Regions from separate parts of the Sus scrofa genome. Here all the other regions are linked to region 1. The links are chromatin contacts, called in public HiChIP or PLAC-seq maps. All regions are on one chromosome and are shown on one strand. Each heading gives the region's core, a stretch centred on a gene start, on an enhancer-like site or on the middle of the called end of the contact. The rest is flanking DNA. Distances are from core to core; before and after follow the strand shown. Region 1 holds the start of CCNF (cyclin-F). Region 2 holds the start of ECI1 (enoyl-CoA delta isomerase 1). Region 3 holds the start of E4F1 (transcription factor E4F1).

What was found. HiChIP or PLAC-seq counts read pairs in DNA pulled down with a chosen protein or histone mark.
Region 2: an H3K27ac HiChIP or PLAC-seq map of alveolar macrophages shows a contact between it and region 1. The contact joins the promoter of ECI1 here to the promoter of CCNF in region 1. A contact is called at or near these places in 1 of 5 promoter capture datasets (fetal liver) and 1 of 2 datasets of contacts at active chromatin or transcription factors (alveolar macrophages).
Region 3: an H3K27ac HiChIP or PLAC-seq map of alveolar macrophages shows a contact between it and region 1. The contact joins the promoter of E4F1 here to the promoter of CCNF in region 1. A contact is called at or near these places in 1 of 5 promoter capture datasets (fetal liver) and 1 of 2 datasets of contacts at active chromatin or transcription factors (alveolar macrophages).

Annotation. Positions count from the first base shown.
Region 1 is chr3:39,601,085-39,604,378 of Sscrofa11.1, forward strand. CCNF (cyclin-F) reads right to left here and starts at 2,004. Exons shown (of 17, transcript XM_003124740.6): 1 at 1,895-2,004; 2 at 678-832. The coding sequence starts at 1,910.
Region 2 is chr3:39,748,764-39,752,022 of Sscrofa11.1, forward strand. ECI1 (enoyl-CoA delta isomerase 1) reads left to right here and starts at 1,979. Exons shown (of 7, transcript NM_001285973.1): 1 at 1,979-2,059; 2 at 2,148-2,261. The coding sequence starts at 2,008. It overlaps RNPS1 (RNA-binding protein with serine-rich domain 1), which reads left to right. Exons shown (of 8, transcript XM_003481099.4): 8 at 1-837. The coding sequence ends at 92.
Region 3 is chr3:39,771,371-39,774,733 of Sscrofa11.1, forward strand. E4F1 (transcription factor E4F1) reads right to left here and starts at 1,654. Exons shown (of 21, transcript XM_021086766.1): 1 at 639-1,654. The coding sequence starts at 798.

The sequences.
Region 1 (3,294 bases), core at 754-3,253:
TGCTTAAGACATTCTAAGTGAGGCTGCAGTTCCAGTACCTGCAAAAGAACTCCCAGAGTCCCTTTCCGTGCTGAATGTTACACAGGATCTGCTTTCAAGACGATACTGTTTTCTTTTTATTTATTTTATTATTATTTTTTTTGTCTTTTTGCCTTTTCTAGGGCCGATTCCCGAGGCATATAGAAGTTCCCAGGCTAGGGGTTTAATTGGAGCTGTAGCCACCGGCCTGCACCACAGCCACTGCAACGTGGGATCCAAGCCTTGTCTGCGACCTACACCACAGCTCACGGCAATGTCGGATCCCTAACCCACTGAGCAAGGCCAGGGATCGGACCCACAACCTCATGGTTCCTTGTTGGATTCGTTAACCACTGTACCAGGACGGGAACTCCTGTTTTCTTTTTAGTACTATTTTATTTATTACAGGAATGCCAGTTTTACTGCCTTAACAGAGTACTTCTCTGTTAAAACAAACCCTGCAATGAGCAGCCTCAGACCCTGTCCTACGTGTTAGCTTTCAGCAATCAGAAACAACCTCGAGCATCTACCACCAATATCAGCACTGTTTCCTCTGCCCTCACGTGCAGCCCAAGTTTTGTTCTGACATTTAAGACACAAAGGCTTCACGGTATAATCAGCAGTGCCAGGGCTCCCACCATTTTCCTCTGACAACTTACAGCTCGCACGGCGAGGATGTCACCGACGGAGAGCCATTTCAGGATGTGAAAGAGCACGTCTTCAGGGAGACTCAAGATGGACAGATTTCGGGGTCTCCTCCTTATTCTTCGCTTTGCAGGATAGCAGAAACACTTGGCACACCTGCAGTGGATCACTTAAGAAAAACAATCCGATGGTCTAAGTGATGTGTTGGATAGGAGTTGTGCTGATGTGAAAAGTGACATCAGAATGTGATTCAACAGTTACTGTCCTCTGCCCCAGGAAAGGAACCAGCCATATTTACCGTCCCAAACAGAGACTAAGAAACCGAGAGCAGCAGTGTTACAGAAGACCACCATCATTCATTCAAACATTCCATAAACCTCTGGTGAGTAGTAACCCGGTAACTGGGCTTTGGGGTAACTTCTGATCCAGAGCCCATAGGACAACCAGGAAGAGGAAAAGGATGACCCGGCATTTCACTCAGGAAAGACCCCACCCCTGCTATCTCTTTGCTTCTATTGCACACATGACAAAGTGCATAATTTTAATAGGATCCGCGGGCCTGAACAGTCTGGTTTCCAAACTAGGAGGGTCTGCCCTGCAGAGAAGCTAAGGGTGGACTTGAAGACCAGGCCAGTCCAGCTCCGCGGATTTCAGAGCTGCCCAGCCAGTCTCAGAGCCTGATGTCCCCGCAGCGGGTCCTTGCAACTTCATCTCCAGCAACTCCCTCACTCTAAGCAGACGACCTAGAAGCTCTCAGGGAGGAGGAGCCCATCACCTACGAGTCCCGTCCGTCCCGTCCCGTCCCGTCCGTCCCGCCGGGAGGCGGCTGCTCGCCCACCTGCACCACTCCCTCCACAGGACTTCCTCCTGCCCGTTCCCCTCGCTCCTAAACTGGGTCTTCAAGCCATCAGCAATTAACGGGCTGCGAACGCCAAACGAAGACGCAGGGCGTCCAACCCCCAGATTTTGCCATTTTTTTTCATTCCCTTGCTCTAGGACAGCCAAGGTAATCACCACTGAAACTTTAGCGGTGATTACAGCCCTCGACAGGTGGCAGGCCCCGCGCGCGGCTTTCACGCGGAGCAGGGCGCCGCTGGGCATTTAAACCGCGCGCCGGGCGGGTGCCGTCTGGACGACGCGCACCCCGGACCGAAGGGCTCGGGCCGGACCTGCTCAGTCTCGAGGCCGCACCGCCGCCGCCCGCGCCCCGCGCCCGGCGCCCCGCGCTCACCCCCTCCGCTCCCCATAGCCGTCGCTGCCGTCGCCTTCGCCGCTGTCGCCGCCGCCGCCGCCGTCGCCGCCCGCGGGCCCAGTGCGCACCGCCCCACGCAGGCGCAAACCCGCCCCGCCGCCCGCCCGAGTTTTCAAACGCGCCCGGCACTCCCATTGGCCGGCCCGGGGGGGTGGTGCGCGCCACAGCTCCGCCAGGCCCCGCCCCTACCCCGCCCCCACGGCCCCAGGCGCCCGCGATTGGCCGTACCAGGACGCGAATTCGAACGCTGACTGTTGATTGGCGGAGTGTGCGCGGCCGCCCCGCCTCCCTGGCCCGGGCTGGGGTCCCCGAGGAGCTCGCTCTCGACCCTGTGAGCCCTGTCTGTTCTGGGATTGGACCTTGCTGCTGACTTGTTGGCAGAGGTCCGAGCGACCCGAGCCCACGGCGCACCGTGGGTTGTCAGTGAAAGTCTGAGCGGACCCGACGCGCCGCAGAGCCCGGGGTCTCGCGGAGGGCGCCGCACGGCGCAGCTGGGACCCGGACCTGGTTTCTGCTTGTGAGAACTCGGGCGACCCCACCCGCAGGCAGCACCTCACGGAGGCTGCTCCTGACCTTTCCGGCCCGCGCCCGAAAGCCGCACACCCTGCTTCCCACCGTTGCTTCAGGCGAAGAGACCCTGTTTCGGTGGCCCAGCCACGGCTGGCGTAGATCGTGATGCAGAAAGTGTAATTCAAAGACCTGGGGCTCGAAATCTTCATTGACTCAAGCCAGCACGTTTGCCTCTTTCTTCCCTTGAAGTGTGGCTCACCCTGGACCCCTCCTCCATCCCAGGGGAGCGCTCACCTTCTCGCTCGGACTAGATACACTGACCCCTGTCAGTCCCCAGTGTCTCCTGGAGTCACCTGGGAGACCTTCCTAAAACAGACGTGCACGCTTACAGTGCCTTGCTGGCTGCCGCAGCCACAGCTGAGCTGTCCGTTCACTCAGGTATTAGGCAGTGTCCACCCACCCAGTCTTTCAGGAACCAGCTCACATCCCACCTCTTTCATGAGACATTCTGACCAGGAAAGAAATGCAGTCTCCTGGGAGCAGTGTTTGAAAGTGGCTCTTCCTAGAAAAGCTGGGGAATCCGGGTCAATGCTCTCATCCCCTCTTCGCCACAGCCCTGTCCCTCCACCCCTTAGGCTCATGGAACCCCTTCAGGGTAGTTGGTCTGTGCTCAGCAGCTGGGCACACACAGAGGAGCCTCCGTGTTGTCAAGGCTCCATGCCAGTCTGGAGCAGGAGATGGAGATGTCTGCCGTGATCACAAGTGAGATATGAGGCCCTGGGAGCTGGGGGTGGAAGGGGCAGGGGCGGTGTAAGACCAGCTGGTAGAGCAGAGCAAACTTGGGGCCTGCTCCCCAGAGGCCAGAGGAC
Region 2 (3,259 bases), core at 729-3,228, 150 kb after region 1:
CCCCCAGGCGCAGGTCCCCTGTGCGCCGACGATCCCGCTCCCCTGGCCGCCGCCGCCACAGGAGCCGCTCCAGCTCCAACTCCTCCCGATAAGCGGAGCCACGGAAGCTCTGCCCCTGAGACTTATGTCCCATCCAGCTCACTTTCATCAGTTGTCTAGCCAAAGGGGGATGGGTAGGAACGAAGGCTCTCACTCAGGGGCAGGCTTGGGGATGTGCCTGGAAAGATGGTTTTCTGGCTAGAAAGATCCCACGTTTCTAGTTCCTGGGAGTCAGTTTAGTGGCAGAGCCAGCAGGGATGAGCAGGGGGCGCCAGGTAGTGGCACAGCCCCAGCCTGGGAGCACGTTTTTTCCATTCCCTGGTTGACCCGGGGCCAGTCTGGTGGCCTAGTCATGCCCTAACCTGTTGGCTTACAGGGTCCCTCAGGAAAGGATGTGCTTTTATGCAGCTGCCGTTGCTGTTAGTCTGGCCTCCCCCCTACTTGAATCCTCTCTGACCTCTAGGATCAAATACCCTCTCTTACCTGCCCAGAATGGTTTTTACATATATTCTCGTGTGTGCGTGCACACACAGCCCATGTCTTTCTCCGAAATGAAAGTGTCTGGTCGTAGCAGGTCACCACGGAAAGTGCTTGTGTTGGTATTCCTGACGGCGATGCAGGATACCTTGGCAACCAACGTGTACATTGCTTTTTTGGCTTTTATTGTACAGTCAGTACTACAAATTTTCTGTTTTGAGTTTTGTAACTTTGTAGCATTTTAGATAATGTTGTGTTTGTACTTTGTTGTGTAGAGTAAAAGGGCTGTGTTGAATAAACCTTGAATAGTGTGCAGCTCAAGCATCAGGATCACTGCCTCCTTCCCATCCCTTGGCCCCAAAGACGGTAGCTTCAGTTGGAGGGAATTAAAAACACATGGGTACCTGAAAACTCTTGGTTTCATCTCCAAAGTCACACTTGAAGACCTCTCAACCAGGAAAACACAGGGGTGTTGGGCTGCTCCGTAGGCACACATTGTAGACCGGTTTGTTCCACAGGAAGAACTGAAAGTGCTCAGGAGGTTCCAGAACAAAGCCCCCCAGTCATGCACCACCGTGGCCAGCGTTAAACTGGTCAGAACAGTGCACACAGGCTAGCCATCCCTCCCTCGTCTCCGCCTTATAGGGTCAAGCAAATAAAACGGTGGGGTTACTTTTTTTTTTTTTTTTTTTTTTTGCTTTGCTTTTTAGGGCTGCACCCACAGCATGTGAAGCTTCCCAGACTAAGGGTCCGATCGGAGATGTAGCAACTGGCCTACGCCACAGCAACGCAAGGCCCGAGCCGCATATGCAGCCTACACCACAGTTCACAGCTAATGCTGGATCACTGACCCACTGAGCAAGGCCAAGGATCAAACCCGCATCCTCATGGATACTAGTCAGATTCATTTCTGTAGCCCCGACAGGAGCTCACTCGGCTTCCCTTTCTTGTGGAGGAGCATTGGGGGCCTGCCGGCAGTGTGCGGATGCCTCTTGTCCCCAGCCTCACTTGTGTGCTGCCCACGTTTTGTTTACTTGCTGTTTTGTGCATGGTCCATTCTTGGTCATCAGGCTATGATCCCCCCCCCCCATGCCTGTGGCTAAACTACCAGCTGTAGCTGCCACCCACAGGCCGGAGTGCGCACTACGACTCTAAGCTCCCCGTTAGCACCCTTCCAGTGCCCACGTCTGTGGGTGTGATCTGGTTGCTTCAGCTGTGACCCCTGAATCTAGAAGGCAGCTCGCCAGGGTTCCCAAACCCCCTTAGAACCCCTTCAGCTCGCAGCCCTCTCGGCAGCTAACGCAGTTGCCCGCGGCTATGGGTGAAGGTGAAGTACTGGCCACCTTTGGCCCGCTTCCCCGCTGGCCCCGACGGTGACCTTGGTTGCGCCCGGCCCGCCCTCCGGCGGGGCGGCCAGGGCAGGGGGGCGGGGGCCGGCTGAGCCGGAAGGGGCGGGGCGGTCAGGCCGCGACCCCGCTCAGTGCGGTCAAGATGGCGCTGACGGCGGTGTTGCGCCTCCCGGCGCGCGCCCTGCTCCGCCCTTGTGCGTGCCCGGGGCACGGGGGGCCGGGGCGCCGGGGGCCTGGCCCGGTGGGGCGGCAGGCTGACTGGCTTCGCGCTGCCTTTCGCAGGGGCCCTGCTCCGCGGCGTGGCCCTCGGACGGACGGAGGCTGCAGCGGGCATCAGGAACGGCGCGCGGCGCTTCGGGAGCCAGCACGTCCTGGTGGAGCCGGCCGCGGCCGCAGGTAAGCGCCCGGATCGCGGCGGGATCCCGGCGGCCGAGAGCCTGCTGCAGGTGCTGAGGCAGGACACGACGCGGCGGCCGCTGGCGGCGGAGCCCGCGCCACACGGGCCCGGAACCGACATCCAGACCCAGTGAAAGCTATCGAACTTGGAAAGGCTGCGAGATAAAGCTCAGTTTTAAAGTCAGTTTCTTGGAATTCCCTCTGTGGCTCAGCGGGTTAAGAACCCAACATAGAGTCTGTGAGGATGCACGTGCGATCGCTGTCCTCGCTCAGTGGGCTAAGAGTCCAGCATTGCCACAGCAGCAGAAGCCGCAGATCCGGTTCGGATCCGCTGTGGTGCTGGCTGGCCGGATTCCACTTCTGGCCTGGGAACTTCTTAGCCGCAAGTACTTCTGTAAAAAGGAAAACAGAGTTTCTGTTGAGTCCAAGTGTTAAGGTCAATAGTCTGTTTGATCCCCCACTTCACTGAAGATAAAAAATGTTTCTGTTTTTGAAGTTTTAGGAGTTCCCATCGTGGGGCAGTGGTTAACGAATCCGACTAGGAACCATGAGGTTGCGGGTTCAATCCCTGGCCTCGCTCAGGGGTTAAGGATCCGGCGTTGCCTTGAGCTGCGGTGTAGGTTGCAGACACGGCTTGGATCCCACGTTGCTGTGGCTGTGGCGTAGGCCAGCGGCTACAGCTCCATTTTACCCCTAGCCTGGGAACCTCCATATGCAGCAGAAGCAGCCCTAGAAAAGGCAGAAAGACAAAAAAGAAAAAAAAAAAAAAAAAAAAAAAGGGGAGTTCCCGTCATGGCTCCGTGGTTAACGAATCCGACTAGGAACCATGAGGTTTCGGGTTCAATCCCTGGCCTTGCTCAGGGGTTAAGGATCCGGCGTTGCCTTGAGATGTGGTGTAGGTTGCAGACACGGCTCAGATCCTGCGTTGCTGTGGCTCTGGTGTAGGCTGGCAGCTACAGCTCCGATTCGACCCCTAGCCTGGGAACCTCCATATGCCG
Region 3 (3,363 bases), core at 404-2,903, 170 kb after region 1:
TGAAAAAGGGCTCAATACAGTATTGCAGCAGCAGTATCCCCATTCTGGAAGGGGAAATGGAGATCCAGAGAGGTGTGTGGTTACCTGCCGAGGATCACACAGCTAGGAAGGGGCAGGGCTGGGACAGAGCGCCCTGCAGCTTTCCACCACTGGACTCTGCTGCCTCCCACCGGGGCTAGAGAGACCCGATGCCCCGCCCTCCTGGAGCCTCCAGCCACACCCCGGCCAGGGCCCTAGAGACCTGTCAGAGGCAGTGTGAGGGGGCCTGGAGGAGGGCAGGGCCCTGCCCAGACACGGAGGCGGAGAGGGGCCAGGCCGGGGCCCTGAGAACAGGGCTGGCGGGAGAAGCGGTCGCAGACATCTACACGGACAGCCCCCGTGGCTTGGACACCTGTGAGTATTCGTGGGTGGGCACCTAGGTCCAAGAGGGTGATGGGAGTCCCGCAGGAGGGGCCCGGGGCTCCGAGGAACTCGGGGGCTCGTGCAAGGCCGTGAGGGGCCCTGGGGGGACGTGAGCTCCACAAAGAACCGGGTCTGGAAAGGCCTGTCACGCCCGAAGCGCAGGCCACCCGGGCCTCCGGCAGCCGGTCTGAGCCGCCCCCACCCTGGCCGCGCCCGGGCCCGTCCGGCCCTGTTACCTTCCTCGCTAAAGGGCGCCGGGAGGCCGAGGAAGCCACTGGGCGCCAAAGCCGCCGCCGCCGCCGCTGCAACCCCGCGGTCGCCTGCTTCCCGCCCGGCTTCGGCCCGGGCTTCTGCCGTATGCGCGGCCGTCACCCGCACTGCCATCGCGCCCTCCATGTCGCAACGCGCCGCAGGAAGATGGCGGATTTACGACCGTGTCGTCATAACAACGGGCCGCGCCCAGGCCTGCAAGAGAAACAGACCTGAGGGCGATGGGGCGGGGCCCGGGTGCGTTTGATGGGCAGGCGGCGGGGCGGGGCCGGAGGGTGTGGCCTGGAACCACAGAGGTGGGGCTAGACCCTAGGTGAGAAGAGACGGGTCGGGCCTGCTGGGAGGGGTGTGGTTACGGTGGAGCGAACTGACAGGCGGAGGGGCGGAGCCAGTGGAAGGCCCTAGGGGCGTGGCTTGGCCCGGCAGGGGGCTGGGCCACCCTGACGATTGGAGCGCTGGGTTTGGGTTCCACGAGCTTCGAGAGCCTGAGAAGAGGGGCGAGGCGGACTGGCAGCGCCACCTGACCGGCCCTGAGCTGGTGGTGCAGCCACGGGTGCCCCGCCTGGATATGAGCTTGAGGGCCGCTGCCAGGACACCGCTCCAACTGAGACCGGTAGAGTGATGTTCGCCGCCCGTCCCCGACCCCTTCTCGGATGACAGAATCTCCCTTGAATGTTGACCCAGCGACCTCGAGACAACCCCCGAGTTGGGGATGGCTCACGGGTAGCTTCCCTAAGACTTTTATTCTCTTGTCTAATTAGTTGTGATAAGTACACATAGAATTTACTGTTAGTGACAGTACACAGTGTCGTGCAACTACCACCGAAATGTAGTTTGAGAAGTCATCATCATTTCAACAGAAAACCTGTACCCAGTCACTCCCCCGTCTCCCCTCCCCGCCAGCCCCTGGCAACTATTTTCTTTCTCCATGGCTTAGCCTTTTCTGGACATATCACATAAATGGAATGACACACATGGTCTTTCGCATCGGGTTTCTTTCACTTAGCATAATGGGGTTTTTTGGTTTTCGTTTGTGTGTTTAGGGCCGCACCTGAAGCATACGGAGGTTCCCAGGCCAGGGGTCGATTCCAAGCTGCAGCCCCTGGCCTACACCACAGCAACACCAGACCCAAGCCACATCTGTAACCCACTGATCAAGGCCGAGGATCGAACTTGTGTCCTCATGGATACTCGACAGATTCGTTTCGGCTGAGCCACGACGGGAATTCCCAATGGTCCCTTTTATTCTTTTTTTTTTTTTTCTTATCTTTTTTCATTTTTGGCTGCCTGGCAGGATGTGGAGTTCCCAGGACAGGGATCAGATCTGAGCCGCAGTCATGACCTAAGCCGCAGCTGCAGCAAATCCAGATCCTTAACCCACTGCGTTGGGCCAGGGATGGAAGCTGCTCCCAGTGCTCCCAAGGTATCACTGATCCCATTGTGCCACAGCAGGAACGCCTCCTTTTATTCTTTTTCAGGTAGTATTTAATTAGTCTTTGAAGCTAAGTGCTTTTATTTATTTTAATTTTTTTTCTTTTTATGGCCGCACCTGTGGCCAATGGAAGTTCCTGGGCTAGGGGTCGAATGCCTCAGCACAGCAACACTGGATCCAAGCTGCATCTGGGATCTACACCACACCTTTCAGCAATGCCAGATCCTTAACCCACTGATCAAGGCCAGGGATCAAACCTCCATCCTCATGGATACTAGTCAGGTTCTTAACCTGCTGAACCACAACCAGAACTCTCTCATCCCCATTTTAACGATGAAGAAACTGAGGCACAGAATTGACAGGACATTTGCTCAAGGGCAGACCAAAGATTCTAACTCAAGTCTGTCCAGAGTCATGGGCTAGAAACCCATAGGGCATGCTCTCCCAGCTCAGTTATTCTCTGTGGCTCAGCTGGATTCCAGAGACTCAGGGGAATCAGATGCCATTTTTACTCCAAGAAGGCCAGTCTCCAGGGGAGCCCAAGCACGATACAACGGCCCGGGCAGGGAGTGGGCAGCTCTGCCCTGAAAGGGCACCAAGCAGATATTTTTTCCATGTCAGGGCTGCCCAGCTGGGAAAGCGAGGACCCTTGGCCTGGCAGGAGCTGAGAAGGGTGAGGCACAGGTTACGTCGCCAGAGGTTAGGCGGGGGTAACAGTGGGGCTGCTTTCTACGGGGGGCTCATTCACCATTCCAGGGGTGTAAGCAGAGTGAGTGCTGGTCAGTGTTTCCGAAGGATCCCTCTGACTGCTGTGTCCGCAAGGAAGATCCAGGAGAGATGGGCTCTGAGAGGGACAAACCAGAAGAGGACCAGCTGGGTTGTTGTGGAGCTCTACGGTTCTGGCGGCAGCTGGGAAGACAGGGCCAGGAGAACACCCCACTTGAGGCTGCCCAAAGGATTAATGGGAAAGCCAGCATTCAAGAGATGGGGGCAGATCTCCACAGGAACAGCGTGGGGAAGGATCCCAAAGACAGGATGGCCTGGGTGTGGGTGGGCACGAGGAGGAGCTGGCCCAGGGGAGACAGACAGCCTGCACTCTCCGGGCTCGTATGCTTTCTATTTCAGAAATCCTCTCTAAAACAATTGCATTTATCAACCATACTTCAATAAAACTTTAAAAAACGAAAGAAGGAGTTCCCGCTGTGGCTCAGCAGGTTATGAACCTGACTAGGATCCATGAAGATGCGAGTTCGATCTCT